2 separate regions of the Ovis aries genome follow, and region 1 is linked to region 2. The links are chromatin contacts, called in public Hi-C maps. All regions are on one chromosome and are shown on one strand. The core of a region is the stretch at or near the end of the contact, and the rest is flanking DNA. Distances in the headings are between cores, read along the strand shown. Region 1 holds the start of LSM10 (LSM10, U7 small nuclear RNA associated). Region 2 holds the start of TRAPPC3 (trafficking protein particle complex subunit 3).

Region 1 (3,569 bases), core at 445-2,944, 190 kb after region 2:
GCACACACAGGGGAGCTGAAGCAGGCTAAGGAGTATGGGTGCTAACTCACTGATGTCAGCTTTTAGCACAAAGTCCCCAGCCCAGACTTCCCTAACTCTGTCCACCTCCTCAATTTTTATGCCTACAGAGTGCCCTTAGGTGCTTTCTTGGACACACCTTATAGAATCCTCACAACACCTTGCAAACCAAGGATCACTTACACTCACTTTATAAACAAGGAAAATTGGGCCAGGAGATGTTAAGTAACTGGCCCAAGGTGCTGGGATTCGAATCCATGGCTGCCCAGCTCCAATTCCGACACCAAGGGTTCTGAACCCTCATTGTGAGAATCACGCAGTGAGTTTCTGGTCGCCACACCCAGAGGTTCTGATTCATTTGGTCAGGGGTGGGGCCCAGGTACCCTATTCTGTAAAAGCTCCCCAGGTAATTCTAATGTGCATCTAAACGCAGAGACAATGCATAGACAAGGAGTTTGAGAACCACTCCTCTAAAGTGTAGTTTACACCCTTGCTGCTCAAAATATGGTCTGTGGACCAGCAGTTTCAGCATCACCCAGGTACTTGTTTTGGAATGCAGAATCTCCAGGCTTTCCCCAGATCTACCGAAAGAAGCTGCATTTTAACATGACCCCTAGATGAATCGCTTCACCAGTTTTCAGACATTAGTGTGCATCAGAATCACCTGCAGGAGGGGTTAAATGACCCGCCCCCACCCCACCACCACCACCCCGGCCTTTCTAACTCAGTCCGTTTGAGGTGGAGCCCAAGAATGTGCATTTCTAACATATTCTCAGCTGATGCTGATATTGCTGGTTTAGGGCCCACTGAGAATGACTGGTCCACCCGATGCTGCAGCTATGTAACCAGGAATTTAGACAACTGTAAAAAAAGGAAATGGTAGCGTATATGGCACATAGGTATTGAAGGCAGAGAAATTTGGAGGTTGGAATCCCCACTCCACCCACACTCTGTAGACCTAGGCCAGTTACTTAACGTCTCTGAACCTGTTTCCCCGTCTGTTAAACCAACAGGTGAAGTTAACAGGTTCTCACCACGCTGAGTGTATCTTCCTTTGCTTTCAACACGCTCGGATGCTATATTAATGGGGGGTGGATAATGTCTTACCCACCCCCCATTTTCAGACCTTGAGTGCCAGGTGTTTGAATTTCTTAAGACTTCACTCAGGATCCCGATAGGGCTGTGCAGGGTGGCATGAAGTGTGACAAGCTAGCTACCCACTCCACTGACAAGGTGCTAGGAGTTGGGCCGGAAGACTCTTAACCGACCCCACCCAGGTTTCACCAGGCATATCCGCTCAAACGGGGGTTTCGGGGAGCACAGTGACTGCAAAGAGGCAGGTCTGGGCCGGAGGACGGGGCTCGGTTACTTCCTTAGAGTGTCGACCTCGAGAAAGCCACTTGGCTTCTTCAAACCTGTTAGACAGTCGCTAGAGTGGGGATGGTGACGACCCTTTACTCACAGAGCGTGGGAGTGGGCTTGGGAAGAGGAGCTAAGCTCAGCAACCGGGAGGAAGACGCTGGCCCCGCTCCCGCCGCCTCCGTGGTTCCAGGCTCGCTCGCGCTCCGCCCCTGGCTCCCCAGGCCCGCCGCGCGAGTTCCTTCCGCTGTCCCGCTGCACGTCGCCGCCGAAACTAGCGGGCGCCTAGCCGGGCGGCCTCCCTCTCGCTGCCGGATTAGGACGCCAAGGCAACCGCGGGGCCGCTCGGTCCTTCCGGAGCGTCGAGAGCGCGGCAGAGCGCAGAGCTGGCGTCCCCCGCGGCGGGCCCGGAACTACAATCCCCAGAATGCCTCGCGGGCTCGAGACGCCCTCCTGCTGCCCGACCGACGTCGCTGGATTCTCTTCTTTGGAGTCATTCTTTCATTCAGCAAATGAAACAATAGCTTCCCTGGCGGCTCAGTCGGTAAAGAGTCCATCCTGCAATGGAGGAGACCTGGGTTCGAACCCTGGGTTGGGAAGATCCCCTTCTGGCAACTCACTCCAGTATTCTTGCCTGGAGAATCCCACGGACAGAGGAGAGTGGCAGGCTACAGCCCGTGGGGTAGCAGAGTCGGACACGACTGAGCGACTTTGATTTTCACCTCTTTACCATCTGGGCCACGCCCCTTCAAGGTTTGAGTGACCTTCATTAATGTGTGACAGCACCTGGCACACTGGAGCAGCCCCATGACTTAGGCCTAGGTCGTTCCTTTACCCTCTCGTTTACAGGTTTCAACCTCTCTCAGAAACCATCCCTTTTTCATCCTTCACCACAGCTGGCCTCTTCTTATTCTAAAAATAGAAAATGTCTTTCTCCTCCCTGGCAGCTACGCTGTTTTCCTACCTTCCACAGCTGAACTTCTCAGGAGAGGCCTCTATATCAGTGATTCTGCAATTGGGAGTTCTTTTTCCAATCCCATTTCTACGTGAGACTGGATTTTCTTCTTCTTGTGGTGGTGGTGGTGGTGGTGTAGTTGCTAAGTCGTGTCGGACTCTTGCAACCTGTAGCCCGCCAGGCTCCTCTGTCCATACTGCTTCTCAGGCAAGAATACTGGAGTGCAGTGCCATTTCCTTATCCATTTCTTCCCCTACTTCAGCCAAACCAACATAGCACAGTGGGCTGAACGCAGAAGCAGACATGAGAATCTGTCTTCTAGTAGGACAGACATTGAACAGATTTGCAAAAATATAAAGCAGTGTCACTCTTCTCACCAAATTAAAAAAATATATAGTTATTTTAAAATAAAAATATGATAATGGGTCTGTTATTGTTATTTAAAAGGGAATTAATATTAAAATCTTATCTCAATTTCATATATATGTGATTACTATATATATATATCCCACATAAACAAATACTTTAGCTTTCAGTAATTTTTAAAGAGTACAAAAGGGTTTTGAGACTGAAAATTTGAGAACAGCTGCTCTATCCTGAGGGCTTTCACCTACTCACTCAACTCACTGTAATCTGGCTTCTTCTCAAGAGTGTTTTTAGTTTTACTCACATTAACTTCTCTTGAAAAGTTACTAATGATCTCCATGTACATAAGGGAACCTCTTATCTCCTTTCATTAAAAAAATATTATTTGTTTGACTGTGCCAGGTCTTAGTTGTGGCATATGGGATCTAGTTCCTGACCAGGGATGGAACCCAGGGCCCCTGTATTGGGAGCACGGAGTCTTAGCCACTGGACCACCAGGGAAGTTCCAGGGAACCAGTTGCCTTAATGTTATCTGGAATGCTTGTTAAACCCAACCCCACACCTACAGAATCAGGAGTAGAGCCTGGGAATCTGCACATCTAACAGTGCACACCAACGGTGAGACCCGATGCCCTCCTAAAGTCGGACTCAGCGACTCCCAGGCAAGCCCTGCATTCTTGTCTCTGCCTTTGCTATCGTGCTCATCTGCCTGGGTTTCTCTCTTGCTTGGCTATGGATGTTAAGTCCAATCCCTCCTTCAAAGGCTGGCTGTACCTTTCTGAAGTCTGATAATGCCAACTGGGAGTGAGGCTGATAGCATACTGCTTGATATGTGTTTGCTTGGTGCATGCAGATTCGCCATAGCTATTTA
Region 2 (3,243 bases), core at 291-2,790:
GGTCACCAACCTCTGGGATCTAAGGCCTGATGATCTGAGGTGGAGCTGATGTAGTAACAGAAATAAAGTGCACAATTATGTAACGCGCTTGAACCATCCCCAAATCACCTGCACCCCACGCCCCATGGAAAACTGGCCTCCATGAAACTGGTTCCTAACTCCAAAAAGGTTGGGGACCGCTAACCTGCATGACACTGCTGCCTAGCAAAACACTCTTCTTCCTTTTTCTTCTTATTTCCTCCAAAACAGGAATTCTTAACCTATGATTCACAGAGTATTTTCGGGGGCCCACAAGTTCCCCCTAAATGTAAGTAAATGTCTGTTTATGTTTGTCTATTTACTATTCCTGGGGAGGTCCACAGCTATTATCTACTTTTCAAAGAGATCCGACAGAGGAAAAGTACAGTACTACTCTGGAGTAACAGGGCCTCCTGCTGCCCATATTTGGTGGCTGTTCCTGGTATAAGATACAAAGGTGTAATGGAAGTTGTCATCTTTTGTAGAGCTGAGTGTCAACAAAAGGCCGCAGATCTGCCCTGCATGCGACCTTCAATAACTCAGTTTGTAAATCAGAAAATAAAGACAAATGGGCAATTCTAGAGGAAGTAAGAAGATGCCAAAGAAAAGAAACACCTGTCAAGAAATCCCCTTAGTTTGGAGAAAAACATCATCCACTTTACTTTCCAGGCCAGCCCCCATCGGCAGCCAAACTTTCTAGGATAGATGGTGTCCTACTATTTCCAGGACAAGAAAGGAGCCTGTCCACCTTCACCAGAGGGGGACCACTTACGGTCTACTCTGGCCCACCCCCTTACTCTCTTGCTTTCTGGTTAAATCAGTACCTGAGCATCTCACAATGCCCACGGCACAATGTGGGAGACATTATAGTCCAGTAGTCTGAAGCATTAGCTTTGAAGTCAGAGAGACACGGGTTCAAATCCTAACTCGTCTTAGCTGTAAATAGGGGCAAGTTATGCAACCTCTGAGTTTTGAAACGGCGATTTTATCATCCACCTGACGAGTTATTTTGCTGGTTAAATGAGATAATAGACGTAAAGTGCTTGGCCCAGCGCCTAATGCAGCAAGAGAGCAACAGTGGGAGCTACTATTATCGTCGCCGTCGTTGTTGGTCTCGTACCCAATCGCACTCAGGTGGCGGGGGAAGAGGTCTTCGAGCTCCTCCAGCGGCCCTCCAACCTGCCCCGCACCCGGCACGCTCCCAGAGCTAGTCTCCGCTCTCGACCCACCAATGAGCCCCTTTCTTCCCTCCAGCGGAACCACTCCCTCCCAGGGCTGGTAGAAGGCGCCTTTCCAGTTGAGACTTGCACCCCGCGCTGGGCCCCTTCCCCAGAACACCTCCATTCCGCCCCACCCGCCGAGGTCACACGCTCCGGTTACCATTTTCTTGCTCTCGGTGCCACGGTTCGCCTGCCTCGACATGGTGCCAGCCGCCTTACCCTGCCTCGCCACAGACCCACTCGGCAACCCCTCCCAACACTGCTCGACCCAGCTCGCTGCCCCCTCAGCGTTAAGGATTGACCGGCACCGACTCACCGCGCCTGCGCAGCTGGCCGCGGGGCACCACGGGATTCGTAGTCCGGCAGACGAGGGTTCTTCCCGCCCAATAAACGCCGGACCACAGCACCCAACAGCCCCACTGGCAACACCGCCCCTTAGTGCAGCCCGACTACAACTCCCAGAATGCTCCGCGCACAGAGGACTCTTGTAACATGGCTCCCTATCGCCTGGTTTATGGCCGCTGGGTGGCGTCCGCAGCTTGCAGTAATCCTGTATCATCCACACAGTTCTTTCCCACCCTGCCTAATCGTCACTCTGATGCTCCGCAAATTCCTCCCGCCAGGGATGGTCTTGGAAAGTCCCTCTTTCAAACTAGCTTCTTCCGCTGTTGCTGCAATTCAGAGGCAGAAGCTCCCAGGATGTCCCAGAAAATTGGCCATGGCTCCTACACAGATCTGGCTGCTGCTTTACAAAAATATTTGATGACCACCTACTATGTGACAAGTATTTCACCAGTGACTTTCTCTTCGAACCGTCATCTGTCCCCAAACCCCAAAGGCAGCGAGCACCTGCATCCTACCACCGTGGCTTCCTGATGAAATATCCAGTCTGATAAAGTTCAGGTCAATTTCTCCCTCTCTCTTCCCTAGAACAAGACTGGTTCCCAGAAAAGAAAGATCACGTTGGTAGCAGCCGGTTCTGGATTTTAATCCTAGCTTTGCCATTTTAGGCAAATTGCTGGCTCTCTTGGTTGTTGTGAAGGTCGGTGAGACATGTATGCAGAGCACTTGGCACAAAGTAAACGTGCATTCCCTTTCTTTCAGCCACTCTGAAAGCACAGCCCTGCAAACAGGCCCCAGAAATACGAGGGGAATGAGCGGGCCACACCCTCACCCATCACCAAAGGGAAGTCCTACCGTCCCTGACCATAGTTCTTTGGTTTCAGCTCCAACCATCCCTGCCTGGCTAGTCAGTTCTGAGAGGACTGTGCTGAGTCCCTGAGCCCCGTCTTCTGATTTAGGCCTGGTAGCCTGACTCTGGCAGCTGCATTCTAGCCCCTAGTCTTCACCATGACAACCAGCCCGACCAGACTTGAGCCATCCTGGCTGGGGAAGGCTGGGGGGCCCAAGCTGCTCAGCCTGAAAACCAGTACCCAAGATTCCCCCAGTCTGTCCCTCTCGGTGCAGAACCAATTATTATTTTACTCTTCTCCTGTGGCACAGACATGCTGGGGACTCTCTAGAGGCAGTGACCTTTGACTCTGTCCTGTGTCAGTGCCTGGGCTGAGGGCTCTGGGAAGGAACATGAGGGTCAGTTGGGGGTGGGGATGAGAGAGCAGGGGTGGGCTAGCCCTCAGAGGCCAGCAAAGTTAGAGAAGAACCTCCTGCATTCCCAGGAGAGAGGACAGCTGAGGTGAAAGCTGCAGTTGGCTGGCCTGTCTGTTGGTCTGGGCTCCTCCCTGCCGGCTGCCCTTGGCTGCCCACAGAAACCTGAGTCACAGTCACAGCCAGCCGCTCGACCCCACCCAGCCTGCTGTCAGGCCAGGCGGAGCCTCTCCCTGCCCATCTTACAGCCTCTTGAGATTCTTCCCCTCTCTGCCTGTGATTCCTCCTTTTGGCTTCTTTTTCTTTGGGACTCCTCCTCCAAGGGAGAGTCAGCAGTCCTGAATCAAGGGTGGGGGCGGGGTCCTTTCCAGGCTAGTCTAAAAGATCTCCTGGCTCCTTA

What was found. A called contact is a pair of places that touch in the nucleus more often than the background predicts.
Region 1: a contact with region 2 is called in a Hi-C map of muscle, with 2.7 times the contacts expected there. The contact joins the promoter of LSM10 here to the promoter of TRAPPC3 in region 2. A contact is called at or near these places in 2 of 16 Hi-C or Micro-C datasets (hypothalamus and muscle).

The regions. Positions count from the first base shown.
Region 1 is chr1:11,244,882-11,248,450 of ARS-UI_Ramb_v3.0, forward strand. It overlaps LSM10 (LSM10, U7 small nuclear RNA associated), which reads right to left and starts at 1,695. Exons shown (of 2, transcript XM_004001804.6): 1 at 1,481-1,695. It overlaps LOC132657390 (a long non-coding RNA gene), which reads left to right and starts at 1,632. Exons shown (of 2, transcript XR_009595478.1): 1 at 1,632-3,316.
Region 2 is chr1:11,052,843-11,056,085 of ARS-UI_Ramb_v3.0, forward strand. TRAPPC3 (trafficking protein particle complex subunit 3) reads right to left here and starts at 1,541. Exons shown (of 6, transcript XM_042245486.2): 1 at 1,399-1,541.